Regions from separate parts of the Sus scrofa genome. Here all the other regions are linked to region 4. The links are chromatin contacts, called in public Hi-C and targeted proximity ligation maps. All regions are on one chromosome and are shown on one strand. The core of a region is the stretch at or near the end of the contact, and the rest is flanking DNA. Distances in the headings are between cores, read along the strand shown. Region 1 overlaps SPIDR (DNA repair-scaffolding protein). Region 2 overlaps SPIDR (DNA repair-scaffolding protein). Region 3 overlaps SPIDR (DNA repair-scaffolding protein). Region 4 holds the start of CEBPD (CCAAT/enhancer-binding protein delta).

Evidence for each region. A called contact is a pair of places that touch in the nucleus more often than the background predicts.
Region 1: a targeted proximity ligation map of alveolar macrophages shows a contact between it and region 4. A contact is called at or near these places in 3 of 5 promoter capture datasets (fetal liver and liver), 18 of 47 Hi-C or Micro-C datasets (adipocytes, alveolar macrophages, embryonic fibroblasts and 9 more) and 2 of 2 datasets of targeted methods (alveolar macrophages and skeletal muscle).
Region 2: a Hi-C map of liver shows a contact between it and region 4, with 5 times the contacts expected there. A contact is called at or near these places in 2 of 5 promoter capture datasets (fetal liver and liver), 4 of 47 Hi-C or Micro-C datasets (epiblast stem cells and liver) and 2 of 2 datasets of targeted methods (alveolar macrophages and skeletal muscle).
Region 3: a contact with region 4 is called in a targeted proximity ligation map of skeletal muscle. A contact is called at or near these places in 4 of 5 promoter capture datasets (fetal liver, liver and skeletal muscle), 8 of 47 Hi-C or Micro-C datasets (adipocytes, embryonic fibroblasts, fibroblasts and 3 more) and 2 of 2 datasets of targeted methods (alveolar macrophages and skeletal muscle).

What each region holds. Positions count from the first base shown.
Region 1 is chr4:80,016,478-80,019,448 of Sscrofa11.1, forward strand. All of the region lies in intron 8 of SPIDR (DNA repair-scaffolding protein), which reads right to left. Among named protein-coding and RNA genes, the nearest start is that of CEBPD, 150 kb to the left of the region's middle.
Region 2 is chr4:80,041,891-80,044,658 of Sscrofa11.1, forward strand. The region is part of intron 8 of SPIDR (DNA repair-scaffolding protein); the gene reads right to left. Among named protein-coding and RNA genes, the nearest start is that of SPIDR, 150 kb to the right of the region's middle.
Region 3 is chr4:80,069,353-80,072,114 of Sscrofa11.1, forward strand. All of the region lies in intron 7 of SPIDR (DNA repair-scaffolding protein), which reads right to left. Among named protein-coding and RNA genes, the nearest start is that of SPIDR, 120 kb to the right of the region's middle.
Region 4 is chr4:79,871,582-79,874,281 of Sscrofa11.1, forward strand. It overlaps CEBPD (CCAAT/enhancer-binding protein delta), which reads left to right and starts at 1,282. Exons shown (of 1, transcript XM_005663091.2): 1 at 1,282-2,700. The coding sequence starts at 1,373. The coding sequence ends at 2,143.

The DNA of each region.
Region 1 (2,971 bases), core at 449-2,948, 150 kb after region 4:
CTCTAATTGAGGGGGCAGCCCTGTGATTTCAGTCTGCTATGGCTCTAAAGAGCTGTTGATTTTGTTTGTTAAGCTTTTTTCATGTTGTGGAAATAGAAGTAATAACTTCCAAGCTCCCTGTATGTCAGACCAGAAACAAAGTCAGAACTCCCGGGAGTTCCCATCATGGCTCAGTGGTTAACGAATCCGACTAGAAAGCATGAGGTTATGGGTTCGATCCCTGCCCTTGCTCAGTGGGTTAAGGATCCAGTGTTGCCATAAGCTGTGGTGTAGGTCACAGATGCGGCTGGGATCCCGAGTTGCTGTGGCTCTGGCGTGGGCCGGCGCTACAGCTCCGATTAGACCCCTAGCCTGGGAACCTCCATATACTGCAGGAGCAGCCCCCCAAAAGGCAAAAAGACAAAAAAAAAAAAAAAAAGAAAGTCAGAACTCCTGGTTCTGCTTCTGGGCTTTTAAACTCATCTTGTTATCCTTCCTGGGCATTTGATGAACCATCCCTGCAGCACTCTCTAGTAGCTTTGGTAAGCTTTCAACCATTTCTTTGTTCCACAGGTCTAGTTTAATGTCCATCTCCATAAAACATACAAGCAGGAATGTTTTTTGTTATTGCTGTTCATCACATTCTGCTGCTGGGTGAGTTTGCTGGGTTTTAGGGTTTCTATACAAAAGAGGACCAGAGGCTCTCTGTGACAAAAATCTGTGTCTTAGGTGTTCTGAGTTTTCTTTTAGCATCTAGCAAAGGAGCAGCAAAGTCTCAGGGCTCTTTGCTCTTCACTGATAAAAAAGTCAAAATTTAATGATACTTATTCAATTAAAGATTCAAATTTATTTATATAAAACTAAGTCTAAGGAAAAGATAATCTGCCTCGAGTCCAATGGGCCAGACTAGAATTAAACAACAAAACCAGAGCAGCAAGAGATACGGAGGGTGCGATGTCTTGTGGGAAGGATGGTGCCACCACACCCCTTATTTTAGCTCCACGTGGTGCTGCCTCGGTGAAGGAGCTGACCCTGGGGATAGAGCTGAACAGACCACCCCTCTTTCTGTCCTTTCCCCAAATTAGGAGTTTCTGAGTTTAACTCCGGGGAAAGACTCTAAATACACTGTTCCTATGGGCACCCAGGGTGGCCGGTGCCACTGTACCATTCTGGACTCCTCACATTTAATAAAGAAACAATCCTTTCTAATATACACTCGGCCGAGTTTTGTCAAGCGTCATCATGGGGTGCCTGGGGTTATAATGATCACACCCAATCATCCTTTTTGTTACTCCAGGCCCAGGAGGTGAGCCCTGCAGATCTTACCCACACATCCAGATGGTAGCCTGCTGACCAGAAGCTTCCTCTAGGATGGCTCAGTGGGTACAATCAGGTTGGACTAGCCAGCAGTGCCACCATCCTGCCTTGTGACCTTTCCCTTATAGAAGGCCTTTCTTTATACACAAAACTTTGTAAAGAGGGAAAAACATAAGATCTTTCTTGCTTTTTTCACCTATATTTGTTACATAGTAGAGTGGGTATTTCAGTTGCTAACCTTAACCCTAGAACCATAAAAAGAGAGACTGGTTTTTGTGTTCTGGGTTTTTTTTTTTTTTTTTTTTAGGCTGCTTCCTGTTCCAGTAAATGGAATATCAGGATTCTCCACAGAGTCACGTGATAACTAGGCAGCACACAGCTGCCCTCTGGCACGGTATGTAAATGAACTCAGTCACCCTTTGGGTTTTCCCCTTTCCTTTCCCTGTTCTTTGCGGAGGACACAGAACCATAGGGAGTAACTAGCTGAAGTTTGCTCTGTACTTTAATAGCAGGCAGAAAGCCAAACTGCAAATACAATGACTGGATTCAGTTTTACAAGCAAACACTGGAACTGAATTCACCCTAGTCCGGGAAGAATGCCTGCGATCAGAACTAGCAGGAAATCCAATTCAAAACAGGGTGTGTCACCTTAATTCACAGTGTGGCCTTTACACCTTTAATGAAGGCCTTTGGAAATGAAAGCTTACTTCCGTAAAAGGTCCACAAAAAAGACTAAATTTTACACAAATGATACTAGAAATGCTATGCAGAGCATCTGAATTCCCACAGCCAGCACCCTTCGTAGGACTGTGAGCTCTGCTCATCCTCCCTGGGATAACTATGGTCATTGTCTTAGAGGATATTAATAATTACTTATTTCCTCCACCTTTCTTCCAAGCTCTGAGGCCCTTCTGACATCATGTCAGTTCTCCTCTTGTTCTCTGGGTCACTTGAGTAACCTGATAGGGGAACCTAGATCCTGAGGGCAGGAGAATAGCCACATACTTTGGCCCAAGCGCCTCTGAAACCTTCCAGGAGGCTTATGTGCCTGTCTTCCGTGGCTCTGGCTGGCTGGGGACAAACCCAAGTGCTGAGTCGGCTGTTCCAGGAGGGGTCAGGAGAGGTCAGGACCTCATCCTACTGCAGTGGTTGGGCCTTACCTAAATTACACGACTATAAGGACCAGGCAGAGGAAAAAACGGGCCAGATGCCCTTCCAAACTGTTAATCTGGGTGTATGGGAGGGGAGAGTAGAAGGAATAATATGAAGTAAAGGCTTCCCTAACTTCAAGGTTTGGGTGAGGAATAAATAAGAAGGAGGGGAATGCTCTACAGCCCCGCAAGGACATTATTTTCTACGAATTTTTAATATTTTATATAATTTAGCCTCAAGTGAGCAGCTGCCAGATTTACCAGATAAAGTATAGAATGGCCAGTTAAATGTGAATTTCAGGTAAATGATAAACAATTTTTCAATGTGAATATGCCCTGTAGTTTACTTGAAATTCACATTTACTTGATTGCCCTCTATTGCATTTGGTTTCCCTACTCGGGTGTCAGTTCCAACAAAATGATCACTAAAATGACTTTTACTGCTGGGATTCAGGATTGTGAATCAGACTGCTACCAGTGAGATGTGCCTGACCCCGGGTGACACTGGGTCCAGCCCTCACTGT
Region 2 (2,768 bases), core at 116-2,615, 170 kb after region 4:
TAAGAGGAGAGGTCTGAGGCCAACTCTGTAAAGGGAATAGAAATTCAGAACTCTCTTTTTACAGAATTGTCTTGTCTGAGAGAATATGCAAAACGGCAACCTGACCTGTTCACAGCTCTCTCAAAGGCAAAGAGTTGACCTTTAGTCTCATTAAAAAGTGATCCAAAAAGGAACTAAATACTGACATTTTTAGCAACATGGATGGACCTAGAAATTATCATGCTAAGTGAAGTCAGCCATACAATGAGATACTAACATCAAATGCTTTCACTGACATGTGGAATCTGAAAAAAAGGACACAACGAATTTCTTTGCAGAAGAGATACTGACTCACAGACTTTGAAAAACTTATGGTCTCCAAAGGAGACAGTTTGGGGGGTGAGGGGATGCGCTGGGGTTGTGGGATGGAAATCCTATAAAATTGGATTGTGATGATCATTGTACAACTATAAATGTAATAAATTCATCGGGTAATAAAAAAATATTATATATAGGATGGATAAACAACAAAGTCTTACTGTACAGCACAGAGAACTACATACAATATCCTAGGATAGACCATGATGGAAAATAATAAAAAAAAAGAACATATGTGTATATATAACTGAGTCACTTTGCTGCACAGCAGAAATTAACACGATATTGTAAATCAACTATACTTAAATAAAATTTAAAAAAAAGAAAAGAAAAGAAAAAAAAAAGAAAGTGATCCAGTGTTCAGAACCACCACCAAGAGTGTGATTCGTGATTGGGGTTAGAAAAATCCTTTAGGTATTTTTACTATTTTACTCTTTGGATTATTCTTTCAAGATTACATTCCTAAAACAGGCAGGGATGGCATTTTTACTGAGAAAAATTTTTGAGTAAGGTAATAATTGACATTCATTTTCAAAAAATTACTTTAAAATTTTCTCAAAATATCCATGAATGTTCCAAACAGCATTAAGAGAGGTCCTATATTACCAAAAACCCCCACAAAAAACAAAAAGAAAAAAAAAAAAACCCTACTCCATACATATGCTTAGGATTTGGGTCAAACAGAAAACAGAACCTCTACTGAGCAGTCATTAATCAGGCTAGTTTGATTTTTTTTCTCCTGGTCATTTTTCTTTAGCCAGCAAAGATTGGCAAAGAGACTCTCCACAGTGTCATCATGCCAGGCTGAGAGGGAATGTTGCACTTGAGAACACTTGGAGGCCCAGGGATGATGCCTGCATGGAAGTACTGTCCCTGACTGCTTCGCACTGAGTTAGCAGGAGAGCATTACTGTTAAGTGAACACCACCTGCCCTGTAAGGTTTTATCTAAGCTGAGCTAGGAGGACCTATAAACTGTGTGCTTTCATAGCTATAAATACACATATTCCCACTTCCTCAAAAATGAACTAGTTGTCTAATTTCAAGATATTCTCAGAAAGCATGGAGACCATATGGTTGTACTTGTCTCAAAGAGCCAATTTCCACTTCTACCACCAATACCAGCCCTGCCCCCAAGAAACTCACAGCATAGGAGGAGAGACTTAAGTGTGTTCTAACAGAGGCATGTGGAAGGCACAATGTAGCACGCAAGAGAGAGCAACCACGTATGCCTTGAGCTGGGAAGAAAATGGCAAGGAACGTACAAAGAGAAGGGGGAGGAGGGGTGCAAGTTTTGTCATGTGGACCAGGGGGGTATGAAAAGCCCCTCTAGTAAGAAATAACAGTGCCTTTAAACAGGGGAAAAAGTACGGACCCTTGGTGACCACAACAGTCATTATCATCTGGAGAACAGGACCAGCCAAAGGCCACCTTTATTCTGACATCTGCCTTTATCTCATAGATTACCATTATGCCAAAAATAATAGAAGAAAAAATAAGTTAGAAAAATTTCTTTATTCTAGCTGGGACATGTATGGGTATAGAATGTTGTGCTTCTATGATTTGAAGACAGAAGACAGAAAACATAATTGTTTCCAACACCTTTTAAGCAAGAATAAATTCATACTAAATTATGAACTATCATTTGTGTTCACAGGTATTACTTAATTTAATGGGTACGATTACTGCATATTGGAAATAATTCATGTGCTGAATGTAGTGTTCTTAAAGGAAGATGCACTAAGAGGGCAAGGCAACTGACACCTACCACATTTCCTCTGTGTAGGAGCTCACAGGCCAGAGCTTTATGCCAGGAACTCAAGGGTTGTGCTAACAACCTATCCTTAGAAGACCAGGGCCAGAAAGCAGAACATTTTTAAACAGTGGAACTTTTTTGTTTGCTTTTCCATTCTTTACTTTTGTGATAAAGAGTATGCATGGGCCAACTGGAAGGTTGCATTTGATATGAAACATTCCATTCATTCAATAACGTTTAATATTTAACCATAAGTTTATTGCTTTAACTGTAATGTTCTTAACAAGGCTTCTAAGTGAGATCAAAACGGGCTTGTGTTTCTGCAAGTAGCTGCCTGTGCGGCTGGATCAAAATTACTGATGTCTAGCTTCCCTGAAATAAAGCAACTTTGCTCTAGACAGTAAAGATGCAGTATCCTCTGACCTCGCTGAAAGGGTGAAAACATACTCCTTTAGAAACAAGTCCATAGCGCATCTCATCTCTAGGACTTCACCTAGTTTACCCCATGTGTGTCATCTCAGAGAGCAGTGTTGTACTCAATCCTTGGATGATACCTATACTACTCAGTACAGTTACTTCCCAGTTCTCTACAGAATTCTTACCTGAGTTTTACATGATTTTCCTAATCAATCACTGTGTGAAGACGAAGCCTCTGAA
Region 3 (2,762 bases), core at 134-2,633, 200 kb after region 4:
AAGTTTTTATTATAAGATGGCAAAGAGTTTTGCTGAATTTTTTTAGTGTTGTGCAGAAGGTGAAACTTGAGAGCCATGAGTTCAGACATTTAGCAGAAGAGATTTCTAAGCAAATATTTAAGGTACAGCTTGGGTCCTCTTGACTCTTTTATTTTTTTCATTAAAAAAAAAATTTTTTTTTTTACCTCTTGACTCTTAACAATAAAACACAAGAGGAAAGACATGAATTGAAGAAGGAACTGTTAAGCAAAAAAAGCAGCAGAACTTCAAAATCTAGAAAATTCTCAGCCTGTTCAAAAGAACGGAAAGCAAGCAAGCAAGGAAGAAAGCAAGGAAGGAAGGAAGAGGGAGGAGGGAGGGAGGGAAGCAGGGAGGAAGGAAGGAAGAAAGAGAGCGAGAGAGCATGCTGGGAATAGGATACCAAGGGTATGACTAGACTATCACTTGATTTTTTGACTATAGGAACAGAAACATTGCTAGTGAGAACTGAAGGGAAGAGAGCAGAGGAGATGAGGGAAGGCTGCTGGACTTCTTACAGGGCAAAGAACTACCTGTGAATGTACATCACCCTTCAAAAAAGAGAAGGGTAACCCTGAAGGTGGTTTAGAGATCATCAGGGCTGCTACTCTCACCACAGGCCCAAGGCCAGGGCTGATTTTTTTCCCCCGGGTTTCAAAAGGTACAGCTATCTTTCGGGTTTAGGTGGGCCAAGATGCCCCTCCCAGCCCAGGGGTAGAACCTCTGCAGAGAGCCTTGGGTGAGAAGCCCGACAAAGTTGTGGGGGTGACTTTTCTCCAGTGGAGCTGGAGGGCAGAGGACTGAAAAAAAGGGGATTTTCCCTGAGCCTTAAAATCTAATACAATTTCCCTTCCTGGATTTTGGACTTGCCTAGGACATATGTCTTTCCTGTGCCTGACCGAGCATTATGTGTGGAAGCACACAACTCATCTGGTTTCACGGCGCCCAGTTGTTGAGGAATTTTGCCTCAGGATGAACTGGACCTGAGTCTCATCCATATCTGATTTAGATGCTATCTAGATGAAACTTTGTACTGTGGAGTTGATGCTGGATTGAGTTAAGAGTTTGGGGGCTGTTGCGACAGAATGAATGTATTCTGAATGTGAGAAGCACATAAATTATGGAAGGCCAGGAGCAGAACATCATAGACTGAATGTTTTTGTCTCTTCAAATTCACATGCTGAATCCCTACCATCCCCCTCCCAGCCCCCAGCCGCCTACTCACCGGTGTAGCTATAGTTGGTGATGTGGCCTCTGAGGAAAAGAACTAAGGTTAGATTGAGGTCATGAGGATGGAGGCACTGATCTGATAGGATTAGGGTACTGATAAGGAGAGATCCAGAGAGCTGAATTTCTCTCTCTCTCTCTCTCTTCATGAGCGCACAGCCAGATGGCAGCTGCCTGTATGCCATGAAGACAGCCCTTGCCAGAATTAGATCATGCTGGCACCCCAATCTCAGAATTCCAGTCTCCAGAACTGTGAGCATTAAACGGCCCGTTCTGTGGTAATTTGTTATGGCTGCCCAAGCTGAGACAGGGGCTATTACAGGTTAAATTTCCCAAATGTGGTACATGAGACCATCTAGTGTGCATATTGACCCCTTTCCCCCACACAAAGCAGGGACTTTCTTTGAAAGACCTCCTTATTTAAAAATCTTTCATAGCATTGTAGGTAATATTCTTGGCTCAGAAAATAGGATTGAAATACTGAAAATAACTTTTAAAAAGTCATATGGTTGTTAAATTAACTGTTTTTATAAATTTAACATCAATTGAAAAAACAAATAAATGCACTGACAAAAATTTCAGCACAATTACAAAATAGCGAATTACTTACTGTGGATGGTTACTAGAGTCCTCTAGTGTTTAAAGCTTATACCCACTCTCCTCTAAGTAATCCTAAAGGAAGCTAAAATTGCGTGTGCATCTGTACAGAACAGCATACCCACTGCAAGGCCAACACACTGTAAACCTTGAGGCAAAAACAACTTGCTGATGCGCTGCTAGAATCCAGGGTATCCCTACTACCATGCTATTCTGATACTTACTCCAACACCAACCCTCAACACCTTCCCACTTTCAAGGAACTATTAATAAGGGATATGCTAACAAACAACTTCTTTTTTTTTTTTTTTTTTTTTTTTTTTTGCCTTTTCTAGGGCTGCTCCCATGGCATATGGAGGTTCCCAGGCTAGGGGTCTAATCGGAGCTGTAGCCACCAGCCTATGCCAGAGCTGCAGCAATGTGGGATCCGAGCTGCATCTGTGACCTACACTACAGCTCACGGCAATGCCAGATCCTTAACCCACTGAGCGAGGCCAAGGATCGAACCCACAACCTCATGGTTCCTAGTTGGATTTGTTAACCACTGCGCCACGACGGGAACGCCTAACAAACAACTTCTAAATCATCAGTTAAATCACTTTAAATTGGGTTAAAATAGGCAAAATCTACAATCAGCTGGGGCAGTGCATGTCCCAGTAGGAGTACAATGAATTCACAACTACTAAAGAAAAGCAGATATTCTGGTTTTAGGTGCTATTTCCTTCCAAGAACACTGAGTGTGACAGTATAAAAGACATCATCTCTTGAAGGGCGTACAGGGAGAGACCAGAGAGAGCAATCATAAGTGCAATACCCAGTGGCCCTGAGGGGAAGCACTGAGAATGAATGACTTTACACGGGAACAATGGACAGGGCCAGGTAAAAGTGCAACACAGAATTGCAAAGTAGAAATCAGCAAG
Region 4 (2,700 bases), core at 32-2,531:
ACCCCTAGCCTGGGAACTTCCATATGCCACAGGTGCAGACCTAAAAAAAGGTTTTAAAAATAAAAATTATCATTAATTACTGGTTAATACATTTAAAAAATATGAGGATAGCATCTTCCAAGCTCAATCCCAATCTGACATCTGGATGTACCAATCATCTCGCTGAATTTTTTTTTTTATGAGAATATGGTTCTTTGTGCATTCCCTCCCTGGAGAAGTCTTTGGTAACGTTTTTATGGCTTCTGAAATACATGTTTTTTTGGGGGGATGTGCATGAACCACACTCTATGTGTTCCTAGGTTTTACCCTTAATAGGTAATTATAAGTGTGAGATCTATATCATGTCCCTGGAGTAATTCTAGCGCATTATGTATGTCCCTCTAGAAAGCCTACTCAGTACCCTATGGTGTGTTTTCAGAAGTCACCACTGGAATTGACTGCAGACACTCCAGCGATAGTTCATGGAGCGCTGTAGAGCTTGTGGAACGTTGAGTGTTGGGACAAGAGGAAACGAGAAAGGTTGTGGATGAAGGCCAGGTCTGAACAGGGTCTGTGGTGCAAAAAATGGAATTGACCTGAAATGCCTGTCCAAATTGTAGGAAACGCAACAAAACCAGTTCAGTGTCTTTTTCCTGCATTTTACAACCCGGAAAGCGAACATGTTAATACCTTACCAACGTTTTCTTTCTCCTGAAAGGGACCCACCCCACTGCTCTGGATCCAAAGGCACTTCTTTTTTGGAATATTGAATAGAAAGAATCCGGCCTAAAAAACTGAAGTAAGAAACCACCGCAAGATGGCACTGCTCTAGTGGACCAGGAAGCAGCGCCAGGGGTGCCGGGCTCGTGGGGCAGGGAGTTGGTGGGGTTCGCCCGGGGCACTGAGTTATCTAGAAGCTCCGAGCTCGTGGGGCTTGCGGGGTGCAGGGTTCAAAATAGCTTCCCCTGGCCCCAGGCCCGCGGGGTTTGAGAGCGACCCCACCCACCACCCAGGAGCCAGCGGAACGCCGCGGGGCAGCGTCGCGATCCTCCCCCATTCCCCATCTCCTTGATCGGGAAGCACCAAGACCCAAATTCCCTGAAGCTGCGAGGCAGCGCCCCCGTGCAGAGTCCCCGCCGCCCTCCGCTCTGGTTCCGCCCCGGTGCCGCGGGAGCAGAGGCCCCGACCCACCAGCAGGAAGGAGGCGCGGCCGAGGGAGGGTCGTTCCCGGCAGCGCCGCGCGGGCCGGGCCGGCGGGCAGGAAGCGCGGGGGAGGCGCTCGGGCGGGGGTCCCGCGGTCCGCGGCCGGGGCGGAGCGTGCGCGTCAGCCGGGCTAGAAAAGGCTGCGCCCGGACCGCCAGGGGACCGCGCTCGCTGTCGGCTCGACGCCGCCATGAGCGCCGCGCTCTTCAGCCTAGACGGCCCAGCGCGCGGCGCGCCCTGGTCTGCGGAGCCCGCCGCCTTCTACGAGCCTGGCCGCGCAGGGAAGCCTGGTCGCGGAACTGAGCCGGCCGCTCCCGCCATGTACGACGACGAGAGCGCCATCGACTTCAGCGCCTACATAGACTCCATGGCCGCCGTGCCCACCCTGGAGCTGTGTCACGACGAGCTCTTCGCTGACCTCTTCAACAGCAACCATAAGGCTGGCGCCCTGGAGCTGCTGCCCGGGGCCCCCGCGCGCCCTGCGGGCCCCGGCCCCGCACCGCGACCGCTCAAGCGCGAGCCGGACTGGGGCGACGGCGACGCGCCCGGCTCGCTGCTGCCCGCGCAGGTGGCCGCGTGCGCACAGACGGTGGTGAGCCTGGCGGCCGCCGCGCAACCCACGCCTCCCGCGTCGCCCGAGCCGCCGCGCCGCAGCCCCGCGCCCCCAGCGCCAGGGCCCGCACGCGACAAAGCAGCGGGCAAGCGGGGCCCGGACCGCGGCAGCCCAGAGTATCGGCAGCGGCGCGAACGCAACAACATCGCGGTGCGCAAGAGCCGTGACAAGGCCAAACGGCGCAACCAAGAGATGCAGCAGAAGCTGGTGGAGCTTTCAGCCGAAAACGAGAAGTTGCAACAGCGCGTGGAGCAGCTCACACGGGACCTAGCCGGCCTGCGGCGATTCTTCAAGCAGCTACCCGGCGCACCCTTCCTGCCCGGCGCGGGGGCGGCGGACGCGCGGTGACGCGGGGGGCGCGCGGACTGCGGCCGCAGTGCCTGGAGCTGCCTGGCCGGTCTGGGACTTGGACAGCTGTCGCGTGGACCCTAAGTTACTATGACGGCAGCTTCTCTACATCCTACCCCTAGGATGCAGCTAAGGTACATTCGTAAGAGACTTTTCGAGACTAGCCTTTGTACTGTAGATACGAAAAAAAGACTGAGCATGCTCACTTTTTTATATTGATTTTTACAGTATTTGTAAAAATAAAGATGCGTTAGACCCACCTTGATTCCTGCGCTCAAGGCCCTTCGGACCCGCCGGGGAGGGCGCGTCTGGCCGGCTTGCGCCCTGGGGCCGGGTTCCTGGAAGACCATGGCTTTGCTTCTCAAACAGGCCGAACTACACCTGAGGACTTGCGGGTTAATTTGAGGAGACCCTCTCAGGTGGAAGGCGCCCCGGGATCGTGTCAGAAACTTGCTGGAGCGCGCCCCACCTCGAGTGGGGGCTCCAGGGACGGGGAGAAAGAGGGCTGAGGTTATCCGAAAACGTCTGATTCACCTTGACTGTAATGGGATTTGCTT